Regions from separate parts of the Mus musculus genome. Here regions 1, 2, 4, 5 and 6 are each linked to region 3. Evidence: chromatin contacts called from public Hi-C and HiChIP or PLAC-seq data. All regions are on one chromosome and are shown on one strand. The core of a region is the stretch at or near the end of the contact, and the rest is flanking DNA. Distances in the headings are between cores, read along the strand shown. Region 1 has its middle 250 kb from the start of Gm52636. Region 2 overlaps Pdgfc (platelet-derived growth factor, C polypeptide). Region 3 overlaps LOC102640985 (a long non-coding RNA gene). Region 4 overlaps Pdgfc (platelet-derived growth factor, C polypeptide). Region 5 has its middle 19 kb from the start of Pdgfc. Region 6 has its middle 180 kb from the start of Pdgfc.

Region 1 (2,700 bases), core at 117-2,616, 540 kb before region 3:
TAAACGTTGGGTCTGTCAGCAACACATCCCACTCTTCCTTTGCATCCTTTCAGCTCCATTTGGGATTTAATTTTGAACCAGAGCTGACCTCTAAGAATTCAGAGTTTCACACTGGAAAAAGGATATATGTTCTTTTCTCTTTGACTCAGCTTAAAGATGCGGCAATTGAGAAGGACTCATAAAGAAAAAGCTGGATCATAAATGGTAGTATTGCAATAATGTAACACATGGACTGTCAGGTATCTTGGTTTTGGCTACTGGGCATTTTCTTTATATATGTAGTTGTCTTTAAAATGTTTTCCAGAATATAAGAAGAGAATGGAAGCTACTTGCCTCTATACCTTGTAGTTTTAATAACATTTGTTCAGTTAAAAGTATTGGTTATGAGAATTGTGAGTATGAATCTCCCAGGAATTTTGACTGAAATGTCAAACAAAATAGGTTGTAGATATCATTAGTTACATAAGGTAGTATGAAAAGAAACCTAATCATTTATCCTGTCCTATTCCTTTTTGTTTAGGGTTTAATCACACATTCTACTATGAACAGTCAACATAAAACAAAACAAAACAAAACAAAACAAGAGGACCAATATATTTAAACCAATATCCCATTATGACTACCAATTATGACTAATATTCTTATTTCAACTGATTGCTTGTTTCATTTCCCATTTGATTCCCAGGATTTCTACTGTTACAGTTGAACAAACAGAGAAATTTCAATTTGGCACAGATGTTAAGAGAAGATCCATAAGCATTTTGCTTCACTTGTGATATTTATTTTCTATATGGATCATTTATTAAATATAATGACAATAACAAAAACAATTTTCCCATTCTCCTTTTTTTCCTTTTTTTTTTGTTTGTTTTTCGAGATAGGGTTTCTCTGTATAGCCCTGGCTGTCTTGGAACTCACTTTGTAGACCAGGCTGGCCTCGAACTCAGAAATCCGCCTGCCTCTGCCTCCCGAGTGCTGGGATTAAAGGCATGCGCCACCTACATTCTCTTTAGGAATAAAAATTTTCTCTTTAAAACTTTACTATAACCACTCTGATGTAAAAAATAAATCTTGTTCATATCTCATGCTTAGAGATTCTTTAGTTAAACTTTCTATGGGACACTACAGCTAAGGGTCTTTAAGCAAAGTCTTCATTTTCTGATGAAAATTTGACTTCATTCAGACCCCTGAGTGGAATCAGAAAGTGATAGAAAAGTCCAGGGATACACAATTGCCCTTGGAAGGTGGCTTGTGCATTTGAGAACATTCCAGACACTCTGCAATCAGAAAACCAACATCAGCCCAGACAGGATGTATGAGTCAAGGATATCTAAAGGAGATGGAACACGTGGCATCCAGGCACTTGCAGCATTCCTGCTGCCAGGCTCTGCTTGCGGTCCATCCCACTGGTTGGAGTATCCTGGAAAGGAAACATAAACAGTTTAAATTGGGCAGCCGACTTAACAGCTCTCATGTGATTTTCTGAAAAGATGAATGAACTGCCCAGAGACACCAGAGTCCTTGGTGTGTTAGGGAAGTGGAAAAAGAAAATCCTTACCACTCTGAGCAGAGAATATAGATGGACCAGAAAGCATGCAAAAATCCTATGATCTGTCTTAAAACATATGCTACTCAGACAGCTGTGTGGAATTCCACCAAAGGCCAAAAGTTATACCTTAAGCCAGTTTATCTGGTTTTGCTTTGAAGTAGCAATAAAACCCAGGAAGCCTCCTGACCTAGGTCATTTCTCAAAAGAGTTGCTTTCTTTCAGTTTACTTATTTTACAAACAGTTATATTTAGAGGTACGCATGGGCAAGGGAGAGAAGAACCTCATTTCTTAACAGAAAATATGAAAGAGGTCCTTTCCAATGTATTACTGGTAGGGGCTTTGCATTTCATAGGTGATCCACAATAAGTGGGTGTGTAGCAAGCACTAAACAGCATCAGTGTCTTCTGGGACCTTATCACATCCAAATGACATCTGTGACTGGAAACTGAACCCACATAGAAATTAGATGAATTAGAGCTCTTGCTTTGTGAAGAGAGGGTTTACATTTTGAAGGAAACCTTTCTTCTTTATGTGACTTTTACCTTCGCTAATGCTTCTGGAGTAGTTAAGGGGCAGTATTCCACTCCTGTTTGAAGACTCAAGGAGTGGTATTATTTTTGAGACAGTCTAAAGCTGACCTTGAAAAGATTTACTTTCAGCAGTGATATAACTATTTAGTTGCTTTTGGCAGGGGTGGGGTAAATCTACGAAAGAGAGTAATACACTGTTCCCTGACTTTATGCACAGATATGTTTCATGACATATGATGGGGTGTTGGGTACTCACGTTCCCTGTGTGTGTGTATGTGTGTGTGTGTGTGTGTGTGTGTGTGTGTGTGTGTGTGTGTGTGTGTGTGTTTGAATGTGTTTAGAGACTCTTGGGTATCCTAGAAATATAGTAGCTGCAATACAAATAATTGAACCAACGCTTGCATTCAACAGAGAATTTCTTTTTTAGAAAAAGAAGCAAAAAGAAACATGTAGTCAGACGCTATTTACTTCTGTAAAAAGAAAAGTAGAGCAATTTTATCATCTAAGCTACCATATCTTGCTCATCATTTCATTCTTCTCTCAATGTCATTTGTCGAATGGAGGGATGGATGGGGTTTTCTTCCATGTAAGTAATGTATTTATTTTTGAAGCAAATTAGA
Region 2 (2,700 bases), core at 143-2,642, 860 kb before region 3:
GTTATGTCAGCCATACCCCATAGCAGGAAGTGATGGAGGGATGCTGGACGAATCTGGATACCAAGTCTCTTTATTTGTTAAATAGGCACCTCAGCGTTTGTCCCAGAAATTGAGATTTGTCACTTGGTATCTTCACTTTTTTTTTTCTCCAGTTTGCTTATTTTAATCTAGAAAGTAGGTTGGGATCAACATAACAAAATATGGCTTTTTGAGGAAGGACAGAAAGTAAAATGAAGCTGGAATTGAGTCTAATTCTCTGGCAACACAAACCATTGCCATTTAAAGAATAGTGGTGCAGAATCAATGCTTGAGTCTTAGAGCACAATATCTTCTCTTCTAGTACAACCTCCATATGACTCCACCACTTTGCCCCCCCCACCCCCCCTGGACTTCAGCTTTGTCATCTGTAACAAAAGAACACTGAAATCCAGCCATGAGGGTTGTCTCAACTACTTACAGAAGATTAAATCTGGCCAACATAAAGCCATCTTTAGTGAGGGTTCTACAGAAAAACAGAACTGAGAGAATTAGTGTGTGTTGCAATAGGGAGTTTCTCTAGAATTGCTTAGGGACTCGATGGCTCTACAGTGACAACCATTTGCAGCCAGGAAGGGCTGACAACCCATTGGTGCTCAGTCTATGAAGCTGTGCTGCTGAAAGCCTAACTTACTTGAGAGTCCCCTGGTCCTGAGTTGACAAGGACACAGCAGTGGTCAATAGCAGCAATAGAAGAGACATACTTGACCAGCATAAAGTGGAAGCTGTCAAGCAGAGGACTCTTTTCTGTGTATCTGGACCAGAAGGTACCTTCTCTTTTGAAAGTGATAAAACATTCATCCTGATTTGGGGACAAAGGGGTTTCTTGCCATCTTCACATAGAGAAAATAGGCCCCATGTTTGCACAAGCAGAGAACTTTTCCTTTACTGCTCTTCTGCTCAGGCTGAGTGACTAAAAGTTCTATTCCGGGTCCTTCGAAACAGTCGGTTAAAATGTTCATACTTTTCTGGTGGTAGGCAGGCCTAGGAAGAGAGGGTTCAGCCAGTGCTGGTGTCGCTGGGGCATGCCTGGGCTTGTCCAAAGAGAAAAGCCGCTCAATTTCTGGCATGGGTCTTTTTTATTTTTATTTTTTTCCCTTCCTGAAAGTAAAGCCAAAAGTTACAAATCCGGTGTCATCCAATGTGTAATGGCATCTGGCTGGACCAAACCTGTGTCATCTCAGATGGTCCTCACATGTGGTGCTGGGAGGAGGGGTAGAGAGGCAGGAGGGTGGTTTCTCACTTGATGCTGCCCTTGACTTCCTTAGGAATCGGAGGTCACCCACTAACACACACACAGGAGATGTGGACTGTTATGACTCATTTGATTCTCACTTTGCACGGTATAGAAAAATTTTTGCCTAGGAAGGAATTCCTTTCTAAGTGCCAGTCTTCCCCACACAGTCCTCAGCCGCTCTGTCTGAATAGGCAGTTCTCTTTGCTTAGGCATTCTTGTGAGCTTAGCTGCTCTGTAACCTCCTCACCCCTCATTAATAATTTCCTGAGGCCAGTTTGTTATAAAGAAACATTACCACCGTGCAAACTCTGTGTGTGTGTGTGTGTGTGTGTGTGTGTGAGACAGAGGGAGTACATGTGAGTGTAATAGTGTGTGCATTTGTATGAGTATGTGTTTGCATTTGTATGAGTATGTATGTGAGTGTGTGTGTGCTTCTTTGTTTTCTGCTTCATGGCCAACTAGAGTGATATTAATGCTCTAGAGAAGGAACATCAAATTTCTCATTACTTTGCATGTTAATCAAGGACATCAAACTCTCAGGAAGAATGGCCTGAATACTTTGTCTTCATTATTCAAACCACGTGGTTTAAGTTCTACTTTGTTCACCTTTGAAAGATTTGAGCTTTTAAAGGAATACTTAAGCATCCTTCCTAGTCCTTGTCGTTATTAGGAAACCACAGATAAATTGATCTTTGCTTGTTTGTTTCTTGCTCTTCTTCTTAATTAAAAGGTAGAAAAAAGAAAAGAAAGGAAGGAGGGGGAAAAGAGAGAGGGAGCGAGAGAGGAACGGAAGAAGAGAGGAAGAGAGAGAGAACGAGGGAGGAAGGAAGGGAGGGAGGAAAGGAGGAAAGGAGGAAAGGAGGAAAGGAGGGAAGTCTTTTCTGGAAGCATTCTCCGATGGTCTGGGTAAATTAGGAGAGAGTTGCTGGACCTGGTACCCTCTGTACTACAATTCCTTCCTATCTTTATCATATTGGTACACATGTCACCCCTGAACCTTGTTTGGATGGCTGGCCCCAGGGTAGTAAACCTCCCTTGAGAAAAGCTGTGAATTATACAAGTTGTCATTATTCATGGGATTTACAGGAAGGTTCAAATAAAGCCCTCCCCCTGAAGAACCCCCATTGCTCATACTAGCATCATACATATTTTTTACTTGTCATCATAAGTATTTTCACGAGTGTATAAACGTATATCACTAAAGTGATTCATGCTATTGCATTGTAAATATATTTTATTAATAAGGACCAGGGTAGGAAGTGGTAAAGATACTGGTAATTTTCTTCCTAAAATTAATTTATTCTTTTCTAAATGTTCTTCTGCAGTGAGCCCACATTAGATTAGAAACATCTCTGTGTTAACTGTTAACCCTAACTCAGAGGTCTGTGTAACAGCAAATCCAAGCCATATTTTATTTCATTCTAACA
Region 3 (2,700 bases), core at 65-2,564:
TCCCCATGCTGAATGGATGCCTTCATATCCCTTTAGCTACAATAAACAAAGCAGACACTCAGTGTGAAGCCTATCTGACTGGCCACCTCCATTGGTGGCAGTGGAGTCCCAGTAGAATAAGGGCTGGCTTGGACATGCTATTTACCTAAGTTTTTCCCACATCCATCACTTATTAGCTGTTCATCTCTGGGTAAGTTATTTCACATCCGTTCGGTATGGCATGCTGTGTAAATAAAGAGAAGAATGTCCTATTTATTAAAAGGATTCATGGTGACTAGATCTAGAGCAGAGACAAATTATGTACTAATATGTACCTACTAGTAAAAGCAAGGTTTCTTTATGCCTTCCTTAGCAATTATCTTATATTGCTTTCATCAAGTTCCATACTAGTCACTATAAGTAGTTTGTTGCTACTATGAAAATAAAATGAATTTACATTTTTCAGCCACATTTTCCAGACACACTCATTTGCATGCTCTCCTCCAACCACTGAATGTCATCTTGCAGGATTTTCATAAGGTATGAATATTTATTGTTATTTAAATGCAATCCTGTGCGAGATAAAATTGCAGCCTCAGACCTAATTCAGTCTGTCCTTCCTGCCTGTGCATAATATGCATATGAGATGATGTAATGAAAGACCTAGGTATCTCTGTCACTGTCCCTTCCACACACTTAAACCTCATGCTCTTACCTGACAATAACCAGCAGACAGGCAGGGAACAGGGCCAGGGGTCCTTGGGCAACAGAAATCCACTGCTGTACCATGGGAGACACTGATATGCCCCTATCCGAGGCAGACCTGCTGTGAAATGACATCGGTGCTGTCACTGGCATGAACACAGGTAGGAGATGCTCTATAGATTCCCCTCACAATTCTCTGCAGTGATAGCAGGGAATGGCGCCATCTGAACCCTCCAGTCTCCCACAACTCTAGCCCTTAATAGTTCACCTGAGACCATGCCCTGGGGTTCCGTGGCAGGGCACCTTAAAGCTACCTTTGGAGAGTTCCACTGTGCTAGGAAAAGGTATTCACTCTTGCTACACCCACATGACCAGGATTGCTTGTCAGTTCCTCATCTTCTATGGCCTGCATCTGCCTTGTGTAGAAAGCCGGCGGCAGGCAGGCAGGCAAGCAGCTGTGTTGGTGAATGGGAATTCCAGTGTGGCTCAGAATGCTAGGTTTCCCTATTGACTCTCCATCCTTTCCAAGGTTTATACTCTCCATATTTACCCTGGCTGCTGTTTAGCAAAGACCTTAATGCTGCAATCTCTGTTGGGGTTGGTATGACTCAGGGATGCCCTCCCTGAAGACTAAGAACTCCTTCCTCCCCTCCTCAGACAGGCCCCAGGCACAGGACTGTTATTTTCCTGGTCTGGTTCTGAGGATGTCTGGCCACAATGATTCATGGTGTTTTTTTAATATGTGGCTGGAAGCTATTGTTAGTTCTCAGATACAGACACCTACAATACACACAGTAAGGGAAAAATCCTCACCCATGTTTGATTATACCATTGTAGTACATAGAATGAGAAGAAAAATCCCCTTAAACTTTAGAGTTGAATAAATGTCAAAGGTACAGATATTTGTCTGTATGTGGTTTTATTTTCCTTCCACGGTACATGTCATATCGGAAGGAACGTCAACCATGGAGCTGGCTTTCTTCAAAAGCTCACTTTTGAAGGATTAAGGAAGTGTGTTCTACTCTTCCTGCTGTCATCTCTTCTTTCTGATGCTTGATGAACAGTGCTTGTCGTGAGTTCAAGGCCACCCATGGGAAGCTGGGGAAGAATCATATAAAGCGTGTCAAGTTCATTCAGGCTGCCTGAGGTCCAGTCCATCTTAGCTGATAGTTCTTGGGTCCTATTAATCCCCAAGCTCTGTCTCTTGGCTGAATTGCAGCTGGCTGTGAGACATGTAACAGTGCTTCTGTCGCCTGGGATCAGCTGCCTCTCCCTGATGACTAAGCCCTTCCCTGGCATGTAGGCAGCTAGCGACTTCATATTCTCCATCATATCCTCTAACCTCAATCGCCTCTGAGACAAGTTGACCTCATCTCTACCGTGAAGAGCCACAGCAGACAAGCAGGCCCTCCACACAGAATCTAGAAAGCACGGGGATTTTTTTTGTAGACATGAAATACCACGAAGAGCTGTGTTACACGGTCTCTCTTTTGGCCCTCTAAATGATAAGGCCTCTCTGTTCTCCATAAATGGTTTAAATGTGCTTTCTCTGTATCTGTCAGTCTCTTTTGGGAATGTTTAATCACCAGTGAACTAAGAATCTGAGCCACCATCTCTTTCCATGAGCTATCCCAGCGTTCAATACCTCCAAAGTCGCTGTCAGAAGAAAAGAGACATTTTTTGTTAGTTACTTTGATAGATTAGCATTACTTATTGCTTCAATTTAATACAAACAAAATCTTGTTGCATTATGATTGAACCCATTAAAGACAGAAAAGTAGAAAAAATTGCAAATCTCTATAAATCTGTTGATTTTATTTTATTTTTTTTTATTTTTATTTTTATTTTTTTACTATTTTCTTGGTGTATGCTATGGAGTCTTGCTGATCAAAGATTACAAATGGTAACAAGCAGTAACTCAGTTCATTATGGCAAATTAATATCTCCACAGCTTGTGCTGCTTGTTCTTTGTGGGAAATCATACATTAATTTCATTTAGATCCTGTAAGTGTGGGG
Region 4 (2,700 bases), core at 52-2,551, 780 kb before region 3:
CTGCTGTCACCTGAGTTTTTGATCTTAGCCATTCTGACTGGTGTGAGATGACTCTCACGGTTGTTTTGATTTGTGTTTCCCTGATGACTAAGGATGAGATCAAATGAAACTCAAGAAGAAAGAAGACCAAAGTCTGGGTACTTTGGTCCTTCTTAGAAGGGGGAACTAAATACCCATGGGAGGAGATACAGAAACAAAGTGTGGAGCAGACACTGAAGGAAAGACCATCCAGAGACTGCCCCAACTGGGGATTCATCCCATATACAGTTACCAAACCCAAGCACTTAGTGTGGATGCCAGCAAGTACTTGCTGAAAGGTGCCTGATATAGCTGTCTCCTGAGAGGCTCTGCCAGTGCCTGACAAATACAGAGGTGAATGCTCTAAGCCAACCATTGGACTGCTCACAGGGTCCCCAATGGAGAAGCTAGAGATAGGACCCAAGGAGCTGAAGGTGTTTACAGCCCCATAGGATGAATAACAGTGTGAACCAACCAGTATCCCCAGAGTTCCCAGGGACTAAACCACCATCCAAAGAGTACACATGGAGGGACCCATGGCTCCAACTGCATATGTAGCAGAGGATGGCCTAGTCAGTCGTCAATGGGAGGAGAGGCCCTTGGTCCAGGGAGGGTTATATGCCCTAGCGTAGGGGAATGCTAGGACAGGGAAGGGGGAGTAGGTTGTTTGGTGATCAGGGAGCTGGGGGGGGGGTGTGATGGGGGGAGGTTAGGAGGGGAAACCAGGAAAGGGGATACTTTTGAAATGTACATAAAGAAAATATCTAATAAAAAAAAAGCAGTCACAGTAAGAAAATGTCCAATCTCAATAACCAGTACTTTCTGATGGAGGTTCTCAGCTGGTACATGTATATATTATGTAGATGAACTTCAGCTAAGACATAAAGTTCAAATTATGAAAATTAACTATGAGTTAATATAACATACAAGTCTGAACTTAACTGTGGTGAGTGAAGCGTCTGTATACGTAACACGAATAACTTTATAAAGTTAGGATTTGAGGGTGAGCGCTTTAAAGGCTGAAATAATCTACAGAACTCCATTCTGCCATCTTCTGAGGTCCCCTTTCTTTATATTATCACTGTGTTAGAGCTAGTGACAACTATAAGGTCTGTACCTTATAACAAGGTAACATTTATAGATTTCCATAAATTATCTGACACATGAAAGTAATAGTGTGGCAGAAAAGAAAAAAAGTCACCAGAGTGTCCATTATCCTCTGTTTACAGAGCTAAAGTGGCTGACAGTGTGAATCAGTGAGCACACAGTTGAAAGGTTACACGCAGGGTGGTTTTGGGTTGCAGAATATTCCTTAGTCATGCTGCCTCGTGTAATACTAAGATAGACTTACTATTTACCGTGTTAAGAGGACTAGGCTCTGTTTAGTCTCTGATGTCTCAAAGTGGCTGAGTAGTTCTTTTGCTTATTTACTTCTTTTAGAGGAGACAAAAGTGAGTCAGCTAAAGCAAGTCCAAGAACCTTAATTGGGCATTTCTTAAATAATTTATTATTATTGTTATTATTATTATTATTATTATTAGAAGTAGTAGTAGTAGTAGTATTGGTGTGCTAAATATAGCAATCTCTTCTTTCACTTGGTGAGATGTCATTTGCTCTCCTGACTTGTAAACAGTGATAGATGGTACTAGCCTTGTTAATTATCTCTGTCTTACTACACTATAGTGTTAAAGACAAAGCAAAATGGTAGGTTTGGAAAAGGAATGGTAAAACAGACACTAGACCCTAAGGTTCCTATCTCAGGTATTATCTTATGCATTTATACTTATTCAGAATGTAAGACATCAAGAGTGCTTGTGGGGCTTTTCTATAAGGACAGGATTGATAGGAAGTGCTGATTTTGCCGTGAAGTACAAGTTTGCCTTTGAAGAAGCCAATAAGGAGAAGGTGGCATCATTCTGATTTTTCTAGAAAAAAAAACAAAAAACAAACAACAACAACAACAAAAATCCCAAAAACCCTTTTTTTGTTTCTGGACTCAATGAGCATACGTATGCAAACATCCATGTTTTATGTCATAGGTTTTCCAGTATTTTTAACAATAAACTTTTTTTTAAACAATAAACTTTTAAATTTGCCATGTAAATAAACCATCTAGATGAAGATAAAGAAGGATAATAGGTCAAAAAGGAAATAGGTAAACACATCATCAAAGACACAAGCAATGCAAAGTACAAATGAGACTAGTGGGTTACATGAGCTTGTCAAATAAGGATTGGTAAGAGATGTTCTGATTCATAAAGAAATGTTTTTAGAGCATTTAAAAATAACATGTACTTGGCATCAAGCATGCTGTACATTTCACAGGCCATCTGTGAAGTCTGCCAGCCTATGGGCCATGACACACGGCTGATAACTGGCTTGATTCTGCCAGATAGATTCAGAACATGCTTGAGTTCATAGATGAAGCCAGATTCTATTTATCAAACTTTCAATCCTACAGTTCTTTTTGCTAGTATCATGGTAAAGTATTCATTTATTAGTCCTGGTAGGATGACACACTCTTGTAATTCCAGCACTTAGCAGTATCTGTGGGACAAACAGAGAAGAATGGTTGTTTCTTGTATTGAGTGAATGTTATCAATAAATCACTCAAATGTTATCTTTATCACTAATACATGTTGAAATGCTACCATTTTTGTTGATTTTATGATCTTCCTGATC
Region 5 (2,700 bases), core at 189-2,688, 900 kb before region 3:
CTAGGTCATCTTCTGATACATATGCAGCTAGAGACACGAGCTCCGGGGGGTACTGGTTAGTTCATATTGTTGTTCCACCTATAGGGTTGCAGATCCCTTTAGCTCCTTGGGGGCCCTGTGATCCATTCAATAGCTGACTGTGAGCATCCACTTCTGTGTTTGCTAGGCCCCAGAATAGCCTCACAAGAGACAGCTATATCAGGGTCCTTTCAACAAAATCTTGCTACGGTGTGCAATGGTGTCAGCGTTTGGAGGCTGATTATGGGATGGATCCCAGGGTATGGCAGTCTCTAGATGGTCCATCCTTTCGTCTCAGCTCCAAACTTTGTCTCTGTAACTCCTTCCAAGGGTGTTTTGTTCCCAATTCTAAGAAGGGACACAGCCAGCCCCCCTTTATCTGTTCCCTTTCCAAATGTGCCACACTAACTCACTCTCTTTTCTGTGCTCCTCACTGTTACTGTCTGTGATGGATGTGGCTAAGTCTAGTACAGTGGCATTTGTGGATAAGGTGTTTTAGCATAAACCCTTTTTAGTGGGACTATTTACATATCACACAAGTGATGGCACGATGTTAGCAAGGATCTTCCACTGCTTTGGGGCCTTCATAACTATGCTTTCCTGGAGTTACGGAAACTCCTGTTTTGTAGGATATTATGATGAGGCTTTTCCCGTTGTCTGTGAGTTTAGACCAGTTTTCCAAGATAAGTCTAAGGCATGATAGAGACACTAGAAGTGATGACTTAAGGTAAAAAATAAAGTGCTTGTCAACTTTCCAGAAACACAGAAGTCGATGCGCACCCAGATGGGCACTTATGCTGTTCATGCTCCGCTTCCATACCTATTGCATAGAGAGAGACTGACCTGTGATCACCCCCGGTGGACCCAGAGCTGGTAAGCGAGGTGGGGGCAGCTAGGAGCGGAAGAGGCCTCAAGTGCATGTGAACACAATGAGAACGAACTCTAGAGAGACAGCTTTGGTGACATAGTTCATTTAATGGGTTGGAACAAAAGTTACTTAAACCTTTGGGGGGGTGGCTATGAATCTTTAAGATGAGTCATTGGCCAGAGCCAGGTGCTCAGGTTGCCCCATTTGCACAGGAAGGAATTCCAGGTGCCTGTAGACATGACCTTATTAAGGGAGAGGAAGTTTACCTGGCTTCTGGGGGACAAAAACATAGGGACGCAAGGCTACTTGGACCAGGACGCAAACGGGCTGGGGCTGGGAAGCAGTGCTATTTCTGCCGATTTCAGGATGAGATTTCAAGGATTTGGACACCTCTTGACTCCACTCTTGCTCCAGGCCAGTCCTCTCCAATCCCATGGCTCTCTGGCCCTGCATAATTTTCTCAGGCCTTTCCAAGCAGTGGCTGACACTGCTGATTGTGTGATCTCTGGGGCATGAGGGGAATGGTTGCTGGGACTCTGGGTATTGACTCCTTTCTAGAAGAGTCAAAGTCTAGTCTACTGCCGAGGCTGCTTGACAATCAGATCAAAGATTGCAGCTTCTAGGGGGAGGGGCTGGCCCTTGAAGAAATGAGACTGTTTCCCAAAGCTGAAGGCAAGAGCCTTGGAAGCTGGCCAGCTATGAGTCATCAGGTAGGAGTCATCAGGAAAGAACTCAGCCCAGGAGCACAGGAATACAGCTAGGGCAAGACCTGAGGGGCCTTTGTAAAGAAACAGCAGCACTTTATTGCCAGGGCTAAGAAACAGGATGGAGCTGAAGCTGGGGGGAAGGGAGAGCAGAGTGAGGAGTGTCCAAGTCCAGCCCTGTAGAAACTGTTTGGTCACTTGCCATGACAGAAAACCCACATTCATTATTGCAAGAGCACCAATCCCATAAGGACTCATTCTTTTCCTGCCATTCTTGCATGTAGCATCAATCAACGTGATCAGAGGAGGAGCCGTGGTGGTGGTGATGGGGGTGGAGGAGGAGGAGGAGGAGGAAAGTGGACATGGAGAAGGAAGAGAAAGAGATGGTGGTGGCAGAGGAGGAGGAGAAGAAGTAGTAGAAAGAGTAAGTGGAACAGGGGATGTAGTCAGGCTGTCTTTCTCCATTTCTAAACTGTCCAGAGCATGCATGACTTGGGACCCAGAGATGCTTTGTGAAACTGGAATTATGCCACTAGAGAGGAACAACAGTTCAATAACCCTACATGAAACTGTGCTGATATCCAAGAAGGACTGGATGATTGTGGCCTATGCTCAGTGCGTTAGGCAGACACCAATGAGAGAACCCCAAAAGACAGGTTTGTGGAGTATGTTGGCTGCACCATAATTGTTTTTAGCTTACACCAAAACAAATCAACTAATTTTATCAACTATTTTCAGTTGTCAAAGCAAACCTTCTGTCTAAAAACAAGCTTACTCTTCCAAGTTGTATCCAAAGCTGATGATAAAAATGACCCCATAAATCCACAGACCCTAACCATTCAGGCTCACTCACCATCCCAATTACAGACAAAGAGGCAGGGAGATACTATGTAATCAGTGCAGCATACTGAGGAGAATAGATAAAAAAGATTGTGTGTGATCTCAAGTGCATCTTTGGGACACTAGGCTTAAATAAAGGTAAAACAGGAGTAAAGGGGAGGAGGTGGTCATAACTAATCAGTTTTGGCCATGGTATGGTCCAATTGGGCTCTGTTTTGCTTATTCGGGATAATTCCAGAAGTCCTTCCTGCCTGAGTGGGTAAACTGGAA
Region 6 (2,700 bases), core at 108-2,607, 700 kb before region 3:
AAGTTCTTCCCCCCCCCAGTGGTATTAATAGTAAATTCTGATTAAGTAAACTGTATAGGATCTAAAAGTAAAAGATGCATTGTAAAATGTGTGGTGATATAGTATATGATTAGATTAAGTGAGGGGCAGATTCCATAAGTTCCTATTCCTGTCTCCATTTTCTATGGCAACATCTGCAGTATGTAGTAGCTAGTCTATGGATTACCAGGGTATTTCAAAATATAGTCCTTCCATTCTAGGCACAGATCTCTTGGGGTCTGGTTTCTTCAGCACTTGGCTGTAGGCTTGGCGAAACATCACATGTCCAGAGACAGTCTCTCCAGACTGAGCTTGCAAAGAGTACCCATTGACTGTGACCCTGCTGCTGGCAGCCCTGCCCTACCTCCCACCATGTGAGAAACAAGTACACAAATAAACATGTTCTCTGTCTCATTTCTTTAACCTTTTGCCCTTTTGTCCCAGCGCTATAGAGACCCAGAAATAACTTCACCAAGCATCATGGGAAGTGCAGAATATCGGCAGTTTCCAGGTCTTACTGGCAAAGTAAGAACTGTGAGAGATTACACGGAATTACCTACCAGATGTGTTTACCTTGGTATTTCTAACCATTTCCCTTGTCAGTTTTAAAATATTTATTGTTCTCTTTGGTGGTCAAACGTGATCATAAAAGTATCACTCTGTTCCCTACTGCCAGTGAGTGAGGGTAAGTATGAAGCCTGATTGTCTATGATCAATTACACTCATGATGCTTCCTGTGTTTACCAAAGCCAACAGAAGCTAATGCGTTTACAGCACACGTGACCTCATTTTCTCTTAAGTCTTGGAGGTGTTGACTATATTGACCACCAATTATTTTGTATGTTATATCAGTGGTTCCGACTTCTGTCTCTGTGGCAAAGGCCCATTTTGCATAGTGATGCTTATTAAACTGAAGAATAGCACTTAGTTATATGAAGCAGTATTCATGATTATATTTTTTATTTCTGATTCTCATTGTTCCTTTCTCCTTCTCATCAAATACTCCTTATAGACAATTTGGACGTGTGCGAAAGACAAAACAGGTAGTCTTGCCCTCAGAAAATTAAACTGTATCGATAGATTCTTTTCCCCCCAGTGGTTCGCTTTCTTCTCACATCCGATGTTGAAGCTGAGTGAATTTTCTGAAGCTAAGTCCTTTATAATGAACCATCTCACTTCAGAGAGGCCCGGGCTTTGTTTTCATTTCCTGCTTCCTATGTTATTAGCAGACATCACTGAGTGCCTTTTCCTCCCTCACATTTGTGACTACCACACCCCCCAGTTTCTGTAACTGTCTCCTTTCTGGCCCTGCCTCAGAGCTCTCTCCATTCCAGTAAAACAGTCTCTGTTTCCCCAGCCTAATGAGCCTTTGGCCTCACTGCTGTTTGATCTGTCCTCCACACCACTAAGAGCATGGCCCTTCAGCAAAGCTAATGGTGATGGGTAGAGTTTCCCCAGTAGAACTCTACAGAATTCTGTTTTAATCCTCGTATGGCACACCAAATCCCTCCTAAGCTCACTGTTTACCACTTTCCGTTCATTTTACACCATCAAATCTGGCACAGCTGTAGAGAATATTTGTGGGTTTTGAAAAATACCAGCATTCCTTCACATGTATGCTAATGTGTGCTACATTCTCTTAGAAGAACAGCTCCTACACAGACCCTTCTTACTAGCTTCCTGCCAAGTGTCCATTCAAATGCCATTAGTCCCTCAAGCTTGGCTTCATTCTCTCCACTTACACAGGCGTACAGAAATAGTTCAACTATAAATATTGTGGTACTGAGTTACAATGACCTCGTTTTGGTTTCTCATTAGACTCCTACATTAATGGGACTCTAAGCAGGAATCATATTGTTTATTCTTTCACCAATGCCTAATGAGGCATTGAATCAAAGTGGGAGTCAGTTAACAATTTGCATCAGTAAATAGGTGAGATGAGGATGCAGGAGGATAAATGATGTTGAGTGGAACATCTCTGGGACAAGCCCTGGGGCTGTTGAATTCTCTGACCTTCAGCTGAGAGATGAAGGACACAGGAGAAAGATGCTGCTGCTTCTCAGCTCCCCACAGGCCAGACTACTATTTTGTCAGTGAAGCAAGGTTATAAAATTTCCTTTTCTCTCTGTCTGGGAGATTGCTAACTGTGTAAAGTTGTTTGCTGTCCAACCTGACTACCTACCTGAGTTCAAGTTCCAGGATCCAGAAGGGGAAAGAAGTGAACCAACTCCTCCAAGTTGTTCTCTGAGTAGCATATGGGCAGCATCCCTCCCTCCCTCCCTCCCTCCCTCCCTCCCTCCCTCCCTCCCTCCCTCCCTCCCTCCCTTCTCAAATACACTGGTATTCCCCTAGAAGCTCATGCTAAGCTCCGTTCCTGCATCTACCTTGGTCACACTCTGTGCAGTTACTAAATCATTAACTCATCTTTTTAAGGATTGCCTCAGCAGGCATTTGAATCTACACAGGATCCAATTTATTATATAACTCCTCAGTCATTACAGGAAAGAATGTCCAGTATAAATCTTTAAGAAACTGAAAGATGAAGCATATCTCTTTCATCAGAATTTTCTTTTAAGGTCAATAAGTTTATCATTTTAAAAGTTATAGATCTAAGTCTAAGTCCAACTGGCTTGTTTAGAGGAACTATTAAGATACTCTAAATAATCAGAAAAGAGTATGAAG

The links. A called contact is a pair of places that touch in the nucleus more often than the background predicts. HiChIP or PLAC-seq counts read pairs in DNA pulled down with a chosen protein or histone mark.
Region 1: an H3K27ac HiChIP or PLAC-seq map of embryonic fibroblasts shows a contact between it and region 3, with 5 times the contacts expected there. The contact joins two enhancer-like sites. A contact is called at or near these places in 7 of 39 promoter capture datasets (the 3T3-L1 cell line, 3T3-L1-derived adipocytes, embryonic stem cells and 3 more), 3 of 484 Hi-C or Micro-C datasets (nephron progenitors and tail fibroblasts) and 3 of 115 datasets of contacts at active chromatin or transcription factors (embryonic fibroblasts, large pre-B cells and pancreatic cancer cells).
Region 2: a FOXA1 HiChIP or PLAC-seq map of pancreatic cancer cells shows a contact between it and region 3. The contact joins two enhancer-like sites. A contact is called at or near these places in 24 of 39 promoter capture datasets (the 3T3-L1 cell line, 3T3-L1-derived adipocytes, the C10 cell line and 16 more), 44 of 484 Hi-C or Micro-C datasets (the 3T3-L1 cell line, B cells, the Ba/F3 cell line and 32 more) and 6 of 115 datasets of contacts at active chromatin or transcription factors (PVALB interneurons, embryonic basal ganglia, embryonic fibroblasts and 3 more).
Region 4: a Hi-C map of pancreatic cancer cells shows a contact between it and region 3, with 2.7 times the contacts expected there. The contact joins two enhancer-like sites. A contact is called at or near these places in 12 of 39 promoter capture datasets (the 3T3-L1 cell line, 3T3-L1-derived adipocytes, the C10 cell line and 6 more), 3 of 484 Hi-C or Micro-C datasets (cortical neurons, pancreatic cancer cells and tail fibroblasts) and 1 of 115 datasets of contacts at active chromatin or transcription factors (embryonic fibroblasts).
Region 5: a contact with region 3 is called in a FOXA1 HiChIP or PLAC-seq map of pancreatic cancer cells. The contact joins two enhancer-like sites. A contact is called at or near these places in 11 of 39 promoter capture datasets (the C10 cell line, the HPC-7 cell line, cranial neural crest and 7 more), 6 of 115 datasets of contacts at active chromatin or transcription factors (SST interneurons, embryonic basal ganglia, embryonic stem cells and 1 more) and 1 of 9 other capture datasets (embryonic stem cells).
Region 6: an H3K27ac HiChIP or PLAC-seq map of embryonic fibroblasts shows a contact between it and region 3, with 12 times the contacts expected there. The contact joins two enhancer-like sites. A contact is called at or near these places in 13 of 39 promoter capture datasets (the 3T3-L1 cell line, 3T3-L1-derived adipocytes, the HPC-7 cell line and 8 more), 1 of 484 Hi-C or Micro-C datasets (3T3-L1-derived adipocytes) and 1 of 115 datasets of contacts at active chromatin or transcription factors (embryonic fibroblasts).

Annotation. Positions count from the first base shown.
Region 1 is chr3:81,376,310-81,379,009 of GRCm38.p6, forward strand. No RefSeq gene overlaps it. Among named protein-coding and RNA genes, the nearest start is that of Gm52636, 250 kb to the right of the region's middle. Within about 2 kb of position 1,367, at least 48 of the 459 cell types and tissues checked have an H3K27ac peak or open chromatin away from gene starts, as enhancers often do. A contact at or near this core is called in embryonic fibroblasts, pancreatic cancer cells and tail fibroblasts, where this site is marked.
Region 2 is chr3:81,057,354-81,060,053 of GRCm38.p6, forward strand. The region is part of intron 1 of Pdgfc (platelet-derived growth factor, C polypeptide); the gene reads left to right. Among named protein-coding and RNA genes, the nearest start is that of Pdgfc, 22 kb to the left of the region's middle. Within about 2 kb of position 1,393, at least 95 of the 459 cell types and tissues checked have an H3K27ac peak or open chromatin away from gene starts, as enhancers often do. A contact at or near this core is called in the C2C12 cell line, the HL-1 cell line, the STO cell line and 4 more, where this site is marked.
Region 3 is chr3:81,916,422-81,919,121 of GRCm38.p6, forward strand. It overlaps LOC102640985 (a long non-coding RNA gene), which reads right to left. Exons shown (of 3, transcript XR_375741.2): 2 at 695-1,782; 3 at 168-223. Among named protein-coding and RNA genes, the nearest start is that of Ctso, 15 kb to the right of the region's middle. Within about 2 kb of position 1,315, at least 64 of the 459 cell types and tissues checked have an H3K27ac peak or open chromatin away from gene starts, as enhancers often do. A contact at or near this core is called in the C2C12 cell line, the HL-1 cell line, the STO cell line and 5 more, where this site is marked.
Region 4 is chr3:81,135,875-81,138,574 of GRCm38.p6, forward strand. The region is part of intron 1 of Pdgfc (platelet-derived growth factor, C polypeptide); the gene reads left to right. Among named protein-coding and RNA genes, the nearest start is that of Pdgfc, 100 kb to the left of the region's middle. Within about 2 kb of position 1,302, at least 18 of the 459 cell types and tissues checked have an H3K27ac peak or open chromatin away from gene starts, as enhancers often do. A contact at or near this core is called in pancreatic cancer cells, where this site is marked.
Region 5 is chr3:81,016,248-81,018,947 of GRCm38.p6, forward strand. No RefSeq gene overlaps it. Among named protein-coding and RNA genes, the nearest start is that of Pdgfc, 19 kb to the right of the region's middle. Within about 2 kb of position 1,439, at least 92 of the 459 cell types and tissues checked have an H3K27ac peak or open chromatin away from gene starts, as enhancers often do. A contact at or near this core is called in pancreatic cancer cells, where this site is marked.
Region 6 is chr3:81,214,239-81,216,938 of GRCm38.p6, forward strand. No RefSeq gene overlaps it. Among named protein-coding and RNA genes, the nearest start is that of Pdgfc, 180 kb to the left of the region's middle. Within about 2 kb of position 1,358, at least 19 of the 459 cell types and tissues checked have an H3K27ac peak or open chromatin away from gene starts, as enhancers often do. A contact at or near this core is called in embryonic fibroblasts, where this site is marked.